Regions from separate parts of the Bicyclus anynana genome. Here region 2 is linked to region 1. A link is a contact called in public Hi-C data. All regions are on one chromosome and are shown on one strand. The core of a region is the stretch at or near the end of the contact, and the rest is flanking DNA. Distances in the headings are between cores, read along the strand shown. Region 1 overlaps LOC112055319 (hormone receptor 4). Region 2 overlaps LOC112055319 (hormone receptor 4).

Region 1 (6,576 bases), core at 2,193-4,692:
AAGACGACACACAAGTAGATACGAGTACATACGAGTACAATATTTTGCACCTGATGCTTTCTTGTTATCAAGTTCCCGGCGTGTTGCAAGTTTGAAGTGCGATACATCAAGATAACCCAATTCGGCGTAGCATGGGAACGTGTGCGCGGAACACATACTGCCCTAGAATCCGAAATGAGTGACAATTGATCGCACACTGCCGCACGAGCCGCACCGTAGCATTGCCAAAGCCGCAATGATGACACATCGCCGGTCTAAATGAATGATATAATATTCACTTTTTTTACTCTTGTATTATCGAGCCGCTCAATCTGTAGGTCTGTAACTGCTGAGGTACTCTTCGTCATCAACCCATATTCGGCTCACTGCTGAGCTCGAATCTCCTCTCAGAATAAGAGGGGTAAGACCATTAGTCCACCACGCTGGCCCAATGCGGATTGGCAGACATCGATAATTGACTTAAGATAATTCTCTGGTATGCAGGTTTCCTCACGATGTTTTCCTTCACCGATTGAGACACGTGATATTTAATTTCTTAAAATGCACACAACTGAAAAGTTGGAGGTGCATGCCCCGGACCGGATTCGAACCCACACCCTCCGGAATCGGAGGCAGAGGTCATATCCACTGGGCTATCACGGCTTCAAGGCTTGAGGTACTCTTGCAATAATTTATCCCGCTTGTCATTAGTGAAAACCCACTTGCATAATTATATTTTGTCGAGATAGACTAGTGCTTGTCCACTTCCTCACTAATAGTCATGTGGCTTAAAATTGAACTCACCTGTAAGAATAAAATAATAAAGTATTTTTTTATTGTTTTTGTTTTGTTTAAACGCTTAGCTGTAATCAACAAAATGCTCTGTTTGAGTCTCAAGGAAATCGAAAGTATAGGGATGAAAAAATGACATGATAGTCTAACAATTTCTGAGCACTGCAGAGGAAAAAAAGTCAAGAAAAAGAGGCTTTGTTTAGGTATTTTAGTAATTAGGTAACCACTGAGTTTCAAACGTGATTTACCCATACTACTTCATTATAGTAAATGATTCGACAGATTGTGATAATATGTCAAAAGGTGATAAAAGTGATGTTGAATCTTAGTTTAAGGGTGATAAGTGGCTAGGATTGATCACCATACTAAGATCATCAACGATATATAGGAGACATTTCTTTGATGTATCCTAAAATATAGCTCACTGTTTTTCAGTTCTGCACTACGTGCGATTTTTGTTACAATGTGCGATAAACTTAAGTAAATATTTGTCAATGTTGCAGATATTGTTCGAGACTATCCCAGACTTGTACATAATTTCGTTTACTATAAAAGTATTAATATATACCTACCGATAAAAGATTATCAAACTACTTGTGAAAATAAATATTTGTTTAACACATAAGAGAAGAAAATAAGAAAACCGGCTACAACTACCTACTCATTTTTAGACTGAATTTACCCACTTTCTATATATTTGTCTTTACACTGCTCCTATTTACGCCGTCCTATTTCAAAGTGTATTTTTTTGTCGTTTATACCTAATTACCGAATTCAATGTAGGTAACGCATCCTTAGGCACTATCTCCACGGACGAAATAATCGCAACGACATTTTCGCTGGTTTCATTATGACGATAAACTGGCGGAATTATTGTTTTACTGTGGGGATAATCTGATGATAGTAAGACGAACTCGTTGATATTCCATCATCTATGGTGATGGTATCTTATATTTTGAAACATGGGAGCGTTGTTCGCTTCTGTTCCTCACTGATATAATTCTCGAATCTGATTTTATTAGGGATGATGACAGTTTTTTAAATCGTATTGAAATTAAGAGTATGCTAATAGTAAAGCAATTTTGTAAAAGTAACGGATAAAGGATTTAAAGTAAAGGATTTAAAGGGTCAGATTTGCGGCGCTGCCGCGGATCCCTGAAAAACGCCCCATACAAAATGGTACAAATTAATGAGGTCGTAGATACATAATGATCGTTAGATTTGTATGTGCGTTCAAACAAAATTACTAATATCTTTGTTATTTGTGCGTTTATCTTTATAGTTCATTTATTAAAAAATGTCACATTTAATGCAAGGAAGCTAAAACTGTATGAATTTTCATCTAATTACGATAAAATATTTTTAATAGATTTTATAATTTTATTTATTTTGCAAATATGCAAACAATCTTTGCTTTTTATGTATAACTTAGTTAAAATTGAGCTTATTTACCCGAATGTATCATAAAAATCGATATATTCCAACATAATCATCATCGCCATTCTGCCAGTGAGAGATTAACTTAACCAAGTATCGACCCAAGTCATCACGAATGAAACCGCGAAACATTTATCATTATAAAATTTGTGCCAGTGTTCTCAAAACTTGATATCAAAACTACGCACAAAATTCTCAATGCTTTATTATTGAACGATACGATATTATTACGCGTTATTTCGGCTCTAACAACACATTATTAAGGGTACTTGGGTTCATAAGGTTCTCGGACACGCAAGTTCGCTTATCGTTATCAAACTCACTCACCCAGTTTACAGTGATTGTGTATAACCTCCTTAAACGCTGGTCTAGACACTTTTCCTTGCTGGTAATTCCTTAACTAGGCTGATTACCTACATTGTGCGATAACAAGTGTTGTTCTTGGTGTTGTTTTGGACTTTTTATGACGATATCGAATTATCCCTGTAAAAATATTTATGATTTTAGTCATTGACTGCAGTTTCGTCGATTCATACATTCGAGGAACGTACACCGCATATTATTTATTTTATATTACTGCGGTTTTTTTTTCCATTTTATATACTTTTCTTGTTTAATATTTACTCCGATAACTGACCCTGTACTTTTCAATCAATATTGACAATATTTATATGTAATAAAGTACATAATTTTCAATCTCTTGTTTTTATATAAAGTGTCTGAAAAGGTAATCAATAAAAATCACCCTTACCTCACCAATTTAGTCAATCATCAGAATATGATAATTTTATAGTAGGTAATGTAATATTATTATAGACTTCGTCCGCATGAACTTTAGTTTTTCACAGATCCCTCGGGAACCATGGGTTTTTTCAGAATGAAAGTAGCCATGTGTTAATCCAGAATAAAATTTATTTCCATTCCAAATTTCATAAAAATCGGTTCAGTAATTGTGGCGTAAAAGAGTAATTAACATCCAAACAAACTTCCATACAAAAATCTATACAAACTTTCGCGTTTATAATATTAGTAGGATTATCATTAAAATAATAACATGTATTTAACGAATAAAGTCGTTGGCATCCGCTAGTGTTTTATAAACTCTTTTTATTATGGCTAGACAACCCTAGACTACGTAATAGAAATAGAAAATATGAGCGTGTGTGTGTATTATTGCACTTGTGTTGTTGTTATGTGTGCAATAAATAGTTTATGTAGCCCTCTCTTTCCCTCTCGACATTTCAGTGATAGCTGTGGCCTTGTCTAGTCGCATCTAATGCTGGCGTTAGTCTGTTTACACTGAGCGCTTATTTCAAGTAACTGGCACGATTACTAGAACCATATCTTGCTACTTACATAGGATCCAAGTTTTTTTTGATAACATAATAATTTTTAATTTATCTAAATCTGCACTAACATTACGAAGATTTGTATTTTTGTACGAATACAACCAAAAACTAGTGGACTAATTTGTCAAACATCTTTCAACAATAGAAAGCTATATTATCTCTACCTTCGCTTCGGAGGGCGTAGGTTTGAATCCGGTTCAGGGCATGCACCTCTTACTTTTCAGTTATGTGCATTTTAAGAAATTAAATATCACGCGTCTCAAACGTACATACCTGAGAATTTTCTTAATTCTCTACGTGTGTGAAGTCTGCCAATCCGTATTAGGCCAGCTAAGGCCTAATCCCTCTCATTCCGAGAGAAGACTCGTGCTCAATATGGGTCGTTAATAATGATGACTTAGGCTTTATTTTATCCCCGTATTCCTACGGGAATGGGAACTACGCGAGTTCCTGCTATATATCAAAATATACAAAAAATAATCACAATTATAAATAAAAGCAGTACCTAAGCACTTGTTCCCATTCTTTGTAAACACATAAATTGTTTGTGAAACTTGTGGAATGGTATGGTGTAAATTACAATAACAGTAGGTATTTTATGAGTAATATTTTTAAGGTCAAAATAAAATATATGAAAATTACTCCAAATTTCTTAATCCGGACACAGTTTAAATATAAATTTATGCGAGGTTTGTAGGTTACAATGTGTCAGCGTTACAGTTAAGACCCGTGTGTAAACAGATGGCTGTTTCTATAAATTTTTTACGGCCATTGGGATGGTATAGTAAATTTAATGTTAGCAATTAATTAAATGGAGCGTTTAATTTTTGTTTGCTTTATTTCAGGTGAGTGTGCTTGGCTATCTTAAGCGGATAGTGCGTGGGAGAACCCAGGGGAGGTAAGGATGAAGCTCTTCTTGTAAATCCGTCTTTCTCCTGGATTTATTAATTTTTATATCTTACTATTAATTTTTTAGCGGTTCATCTGCTAAAACGTTTTAAATAAAATTACGAATATACTTACATACGTAAGTATATACTTACGTGACATTAATATTAAACTTCTATAGACATATTGCATATGCACAATTTTTGCCAATTAAAGTTTACCTTAAGCAGATATGGGTGTGTACATATGTACGAGTATATAGCCAGTAAAAAAAAATTATTGCCGATAAATTGAAAATATATCTTGGTCAATATTAGGCTCAAAGATAAAATAGGATATGGTATATAATACACTAATATCTTTTTTTTGTCATAACAATAAAACTTGAATTTTCTGCCCGAATTTTGTAAAACGACATGAATCTTTTGAATAGACACGAATGAATGACACGTCTAAAAAGAGGCCGCTTCATGAGTTTCAGGCGTTAGTCCTAGCGTTAGCTGTTAAGTAGCTTGAGCGAGTACAGTGGCTCAGCAAACGCGCCCGATGTCCCTGTAGCGAGTGTTGACTGAGCCGGAGTGTTGACCGGTATGTAGGTTACGTCGCGCAATCCCCCCTCCCCGCGCAACCGCCTCTATGATCCGTGCAGTTTTCAACGAGAAAATGTCAAATGCACTCCTCAGAATGCATAGAAATAGGTTAATAGGAACGCTGAATGCTCTCCCGCCCATAAGGATATTTGTATCACCAAGTTTATTTAAGCTATTGCATAGATGACGTCCGTTCGTTGCTATGCAAAACACATTTGTATTGGAGCGTGAAATAATTTTCACAAACAATAAATAGGTGAACATAGAAGCTACATACATTTTCACGCATCCCCTGGGTTTGAAATTTATCAAGGGCAAATATTTTTTATACAGAAATGATCATGCAACCATATTTTACGACGTTTTTCTTATTTTTTTTTTACGGGAAAAACAAATTAATTCCTAACACAATCCTAAACTATAATTGAAACCATGATGGTTACATATGATTAAAGTTTACATTACTATAAGATTACAACTTATATATTATTATGTATATTTATTTAAACTCGTTATAAAATCAATGTCATTTAAAATTCATGTATAACCACCAAATACACCACTCGTAAAGGTACTCTGTGAGAGTTTATATTAGGAGTAATATTTGAAAACGAGATCTGTGTCTCATATGAGTCGCCCTATGAGATACATTCTGCCCCTTCATTCTATGTCTTGACTTTAGAAGCTCTACCTCTGTCTACCCGTTAGACGCCGCTGCGGCCTAAGCAAATAGACAATAAAAAAATATAAATGCAAATGTAATGTTAAAAGAACGTAGGCACGTCAGTACAGAGACGATCGCAGCGATTCTATTACTGGACCGTGGGCTTCCATTATATTTATATCAACTAACTGTGGTCAGTGGGGCAAGTTCGCTCGCTTCTTTAAACTCGCAATAAAAATCGGACAAGTTCGAGCCCGAGACCGTGGCCCGAGTGCAAATTGCCGACGCTTCCTAATTCGGCTGAATCTTTTAAGCCAATTGAGTATGTGACAGCTATATTTTATTGTAAAATATTTTTGTATATTTAACGGCACTTTGCCATTTTGGAGTAAGAGCCTGCGATAGCCAGACAAACCTAATTTTATAAAGGCTGAAAGTTTGTCAGCCTTTGTTCATAAGCCTGTTATGTTATTATGGTAGCTTATGGTAAGAATGGTAGTGAATTATGGAGTTTGGAGTGTAGTGGCTTTGGAAGGTAGCAGGTTTCAAGGGTCTAGATCCTCAATCGTAAAATATAAAGCATATTTTTAATAATATTTTCTTGGCATAATAACTTTGGACAATCAATAACAACTAAAAATGCCTTAAAACACCAAACTTTCAACTTTTAATTATCTATAACATACCGTAGAATGAAATACGTTTTATACTTGAGCAATTGGGTAACCTTCCAAACTCTATAATAATCGGCGATATGGCAAATAGTCTCAAAAAAATAATAATAAAGAAAAATTAAAAGAAAAATGCTACTGTACTTGTCTATGGTAGCATGGACTGACCAAGAGAGAATAATTATAGCTGTCTCTCGTTCTATTGG
Region 2 (6,576 bases), core at 2,916-5,415, 84 kb after region 1:
TATTAGGTCTTCCTTTTTTTGTTAAAAAACGTTTACTAAATATTAATCAACTACAAACATTAAGAAAAAAGTCATTCATTTTAGATTATTTATCCAATGTTCCACAATTAAACTAAAAAGACCATATCAAATGTCAAAGAAATTAAATTAACTAAATGTTATTAAAATATGATATTAATACTACATTTGACATAAATAAGCTGTCTTAAATTATCAGCATCAAAATAGTTAAAAATTAAATTTATATTGATTACAAACTTTATTATTACGCGCCAATGCAATATGACAGTAAGTAGGTAAGTACCTACAGACTGCAGCGCGAAGACACCAAAATGGAGTCGCAAAGTGTGCTCGTTAATATTATTATGATTTATGGTACATATAACCCAGTTTCAAACGGAGATGCTTGCGAAATCGATTAGAATCAACAACAGAACATTATACAATAATTTCACTTCTGAGACAATCGACTTTAAACGAAAAGGTAACAAGTATTGTTCTTGCTTAACTTCACCACATATTGAACTTTATTACTATTTTTAACCACTATGAATGTTTTATGTATGTCTGTTTTTTGAAAATCGAATTCTATATATTTATTAGTAGTAGGTATAGTACTTGTTCATATTCGTCACATATTGAACTTTAAGTTACTATTTTTAACCACTATGGAGGTTTTATGTATGTCTGTTTTTTGTTCGAATCTATAGATTTACAAATCGAATTCTATAGATTTACTAGTAGTAGGTATAGTACTTGTTCTTCGCCACATATAGAACTTTAAGTTACTATTTTTAACCACTATGGAGGTTTTATGTATGTCTGTTTTTTGAAAATCGAATTCTATAGATTTACTAGTAGTAGGCATAGTACTTGTTAATATTCGTCACATATTGAAATTTATGTTACTATTTATAACCACTATAGAGGTTTTATGTAAGTCTGTTTTTTGAAAATCGAATTCTATAGATTTACTAGTAGTAGGTATAGTACTTGTTCTTCGCCACATATAGAACTTTAAGTTACTATTTTTAACCACTATGGAGGTTTTATATATGTCTGTTTTTTGAAAATCGAATTCTAAAAAAAACTCCTCCAATATAAGTTCGTAATAAGTATACAGGGTAGACTGTACATTATTATTTTATCCCTCTTAGTCTTAAACCGGTTCCGAGTACCTAATGGTTTATTTTGTCAAGCATAAAAAGAAACCATTTTCTCGATTTGGTTGTTTACTATGATTCCAAATGAATAAATGTTTGACGTAAATATCTAATACTGTTTATATAGCGTGAGTTCGATATAGTATAGCAATTATTATATTTAAATTATGTGTAAAATTGCCTCTGAAGCCGTAATCCAATTATAACGCCCTTCACTAGGTTGAGGCGTCTGTAATTTCGCATGCAAATGATAAAGCCACGAGTACAGTATGACCGACATACGCTACGTTAGTTAAACATTTTCAACATAAACAAACTTTAAAAAATAATAAATTTTATTACGCTCAAATTAGATTAAGATATTAAATTCAATTAAATCCATTTAAATAAAATTGAAGTTTCTGTCTGTGATTTCAAAATAACTGTGTTTTTTCAATTGCTTGCAAACATGAACAAGCTTTTTTTAAATTTTATATTAAGTCTGTCTATTTGTCCGGGACAATCTCTGGAATGGCTCAACCGATTTTATTGGAACTTTCACTGGAAGATAGAAGAGGTTATAGAGCAAGACTTAGACTACTTTTTATTCCGAAAAAACACATGCTTCCCGTGAGGTTTGCGAAAAACGGAATTTCTCGCGTTCGAAGTCGCAGGCGTCCGCTAGTTATAAAATAAACTCTTATAACATTTCCTTCTATCTATGTAGCGAGGGTAAGAAAAGTTAAGAGCTTATGTTCTAACGCGTCTGTGGCAGTAGTAGTGAAGGAAAAACACGACATCTGCGTTATCGATGCCGTAACTAGGTCAGCCTCACGCACACAACGCTCGAAAATTATTTTCACCGTACACGTTACAATTACACTATTTATGAAACCACACGTACTGAGCGTTGTGATGTGAAACAGATTAAAAAATATTGTACTTTTTTAAATTAACATTTGATGAAGCTAATACGTTTGAAACTGTAATAGATGTCATTTGTCCTGCATAATTGTTAGTATTTTAAACTCGTGAAACGCTTGAAATTCATCGTTTATAGCACGGGATATTTTTTTAAAAAAGAATATGTACAAATATAGCGTTGAGTAATAATTTCAAGTATCTCCACAGTCAACATTCTCGCTTTGCGGATATAAACTATTTTAAATATTTATACGTTATATAAATTTACCCCACGAGAAACAAGAGATTTGACTAACAGTAATTACTATCATAGGGATTTACATAATTTAACGGATTAAATACTTCAGTTTTTACTTTTTTTTTGTATGTTCTCCAAGTAAGAATTTTTATTTATTAAATTTCCTAGAATTTAAACTGTATTAACTACCTAAGCGAATGCAGCCTTTAATGAAGGATTGGGTTTTTTTATACAAAGATGTCTATAACATCGATTATTTATCGATATATTTCAAAGAGCATCACTGTTAGCTAGATCTGCAAACTCGTAATAAAGACAATGATATAAGAATGAAAGTAGTAGGTATATACTCGTAGCAAGTGAGATAGTTATAACGGGAGTGAACAGTGAGTGTTTACGAGGTGAAATGGAAAACGCTTGCGCAACGGTTCCGCGGTTTCATGTGTGTGTGAGCGTATGTGTTGTGTTAGTGTATGTGGACAATAAATGTTAGGCAATAGGTACACATTACAGTATTTACAAATCTATCTATAGAAATAGAATAGGCCTATGTTGACTACAAGTTGAAGCCCTCGACTTCTCATACGTGCAATTTGGGATTTTTTTAATAATAATTTTTTTACAACACCCTTAATGTTTATAAGATTGTTCTCTGAAAACCGAATGATCCGTTTATTAGTTTCGAAGATTAGCGTGAACATACACTCAATAACTTTTTTATGATTAAATCCTACATTTTTATGCTTTATTAGAATAAACGTTTTCCAAGCAAAGAATTAAGTAATTACACAAACAATCTAAGCAGACAATAGCGGCCACTTATAACAGTTAAAAATATAAGCATACCAAATTACATTTTTTTTTAATATTGACCGACAACTCAATACAATGTAGCAATGTTGATTTGGAATTTCTTAAAAATGAACAAAACTACAACAAGTAAAACAACTTAGGACACCCTTGAACAAATAAAAATACTTGGTCTGACCCCAGAACTTCATGGCTACAGGCTAACATCGAGTCAAGTAGGTAATAAACATACCTACTTGACTCACATCACAAACAGTGATGTGATTTATCGCTTGCTTGAGAGCTGCGCTGTTCGTATAATAGTTGGTTACGTCAGTCGTAACGGGACAGCATTTCACTCTCGGCGAAAAGCGAAGCGGAAGCAAACTTTCTCTTTTGCCGCGCGCTTGCGGCGAAAAAACTGATTAGAGCCGCTAACTCGTCTCGCTCGCGGTGACGTAACATGCGCGAGCCATGTTCGTCAGATAGGGATGTGACAACGATACAAATTATTCGATTATAATATGTATTGAAAAATTCGGATGCTAAATTCTTTATAAATTAAATGATTGATCGATTAATAACAATAAATCAAACAATAAAAAAATATATTATTAATAATTAATTTATATTTTAGCATTGTAAGAGTAGCAAGTAATATACCTAACATTGGTGTTTTTTAATGAAATAGATGGCTAATTTTCCCAATTGTTCATAATAATTTAATATACAATGTTTTTAATAAAATTTAATATATATTAAGTTATACTTCATCTCATAAATTAGATTTAACGAAAATACAAAATTAATAGAGTAGGTAGTAAAGCAAGTTAGATAATAGTATTAATTGATATTTAATTAATATACATAGTGCTATTTTTAACCGACTTAAAAAAAGAGGAGGTTTTCATGTCGAATGTATGTTTTTTTTAATAAATGTTATTTGGCAATTAATGAAATGAGTGCATTATTGACCGAGAGCTATAACGGTGTGGTACTGGTATGGCATGAGCAGTGAGCACACGTAACGCGTACAATATCGTGAAGCGCGTGCGAGCGGGACGGCAGCAACGGTTGAGGACGCGAACGCTCGAGCGGAGGTCAACGGCTAGCCGCGGTCGTTGCCCCGCTATCGGAGTGACCTACTGAGCGCGTGACGTCACCACCGCACCGCGCGCTCCGCGCCATTGCTAGCCCGCCGACTTATACCGCCATCTTTGGACGAGTAGTCACACTTGTCACAAATATTACGAGGTTCTTCAAACGTTATAGTTTGTTTTGTTACAATTATTTATTTATTCAGAAAAGGGCTGCAAACACGTCTCTCAATAAAACAAATAGTTTAATCTAATCCTTTCCAGAGCAGTATGCGAGAAAGCTCTTCTTTCTCAGAAATGGGAAAATTTTTACTCATGCAAAACTTTGTCTTAATTAACTATTGACTTTGGTAATAAATTACTAGGTACAAATTTTACTACATTATTTTTTTATTTTTTTAATTATTCATCTATACTAATATTATAAAACTGAAAAGTTTGTTTGTTTGATTGAACGCGCTAATCTCAGGAAATACTGGTCCGATTTGAAAAATTCTTTTAATTATCGAGGAAGGCTATAGGCTAAATTTTATCCCTGTATTCTTACGGGAACGGGAACCACGCGGGTGAAAACGCGTGGCATCTACTAGTCTAAGACATTTTTCACAGAGTGAGATTTTATTGATGGATAGGTAGGGACTATTAAATTATTCCATCAGCTTTAAATGGCTTATTCCTTCCAGAAGTGGAGTTAGAGAGTATTCAAGACAGATACGTGCAAGTTCTCCGCAGCTATTTGGAGCACGCCGCTCCGCACCACCCCGGGAGATTGCAAGAGCTATTCGCGAGAATACCTGAGGTGAGAATCTATTCTACATGATCAAAACTAGTAATGAATATCAGATTTAGAGATAGTGTTATAGAACTGTAAAACAACAATCCTTTGATAGCTTAAATAATAGCATAGTAGTTTACTCCAAACTGGCTTTGGATAAAAAAATATTAGGGCGGTCTTTTATTCAATTTCTTTAAATTTAATTCTTTTAACTTATTCTATAACTCAAGACGCTAAAGCCCACAATGATTTGTGTACCTACGTGAATTTTGTTGTTACATTTGAAATCTTTTGAACTTAATAATTTTACTACTTTCTGCTTCACTTGACTCGGTGATAAAACACATGACATAAACGTTATGCATTTAATGCTATTTTGTTAAATTAACTTTGTCATAGAATTCACTAAAACTTTTGAAAATTACATTTTTAATTTGCTTTTGTTAGCATCGTTGTTTATTATAGCAACACATATATATATATATGACATTATGGCATTACAATACAATACTAAAGTCCTAAACAAGTTCGTGTAGAAAGTAAGCAAGAGCATTCGAAACCGAAAGCGAAACAGTACAGTAAACTGACTCAACGTGCACTTTCAGATTCAAGCGGCGGCGAACCTGTTGCTAGAGAGTAAAATGTTCTACGTACCGTTCGTGCTGAACTCGGCGGAGATCAGATAGTACATGGCGCAGCAGGGCGTCTAGTTCTCGATGTATGAGCGCCAGACCCCTCGCCTCGCGCCGCGACCCCTCACAGCCCTCGTCATCGTGACCACACCGCCCTGTGTTCTCTGCCCCAGCACTGCGCTCCTTCCCGGGCATCGACAATAAAAGACTAACGAGGCGGTAGCACCCTCGCTAACAGAGGCAGTTTGAGCTGTCGCCGCCGTATGGACATTGGACTCGTGTGAGATACTTTACGAGTGTTCAGTGCGAAGCTAGTGCGGTATTATACCCTTGTTGAATCGATGTGTGTATTGGCTTATAAATTGTTTATTAGAGGAAATAAAACGTCCCAATTGACAGACTGATTTATAATTAAACTTCTTAGCTATTATTTAATTAGTACCAGGGACTCGGATGCGTGTTTTATACGTGGTAGTGTACACTACTTAGTGTTATTGTAGATTAAAATATATAATTATGTTACTATTTAAATTCTTCAGTCGGAGATCGCATAATATATTATTTCTGTAAATATAGAATATAATTTTTACTAGATATAGATTGATTAGTAGTTAGATAAGATGTTGTTTATAGAAGAATTGTAAATGAAATAATTATTACTGTTTTAGTTTGCATTTTATATTGACTAGGGTTAAACCGGTAGACTTGTCGCTGGGTCTGTAAAATGAGGATTTTTAATTTTGTACAGTGAGATGTTACAATCCCAAGTGTTTCATTCTTAAAAGTAGGTACACGGTTTTACTTTTACCGTTTACAAACAAAAAATCAAAAATAACGTGAAAATTTTATTATTAATTTAATACTAACTTACCAAGCTTAAGGCAAAAACATAAAAGGCTTTTCAAGCGATTCAAACTAAATTATGACTTATGAGCGTACCGATCAGACAGCAGTTATTTTTATTTCACAGAGCGAAATC

Evidence for each region. Hi-C and Micro-C count contacts between places; a contact is called where the count stands out from the background.
Region 2: a contact with region 1 is called in a Hi-C map of whole body, with 5 times the contacts expected there. The contact joins two enhancer-like sites. A contact is called at or near these places in 2 of 2 Hi-C or Micro-C datasets (whole body and whole larva).

Annotation. Positions count from the first base shown.
Region 1 is chr4:14,267,474-14,274,049 of ilBicAnyn1.1, forward strand. All of the region lies in intron 2 of LOC112055319 (hormone receptor 4), which reads left to right. Among protein-coding and RNA genes, the nearest start is that of LOC112055319, 38 kb to the left of the region's middle. Within about 2 kb of position 3,443, at least 1 of the 8 cell types and tissues checked has open chromatin away from gene starts, as enhancers often do.
Region 2 is chr4:14,350,831-14,357,406 of ilBicAnyn1.1, forward strand. LOC112055319 (hormone receptor 4) reads left to right here. Exons shown (of 9, transcript XM_052891439.1): 8 at 4,874-4,989; 9 at 5,571-6,576. The coding sequence ends at 5,651. Among protein-coding and RNA genes, the nearest start is that of LOC112055316, 11 kb to the right of the region's middle. Within about 2 kb of position 4,166, at least 8 of the 8 cell types and tissues checked have open chromatin away from gene starts, as enhancers often do.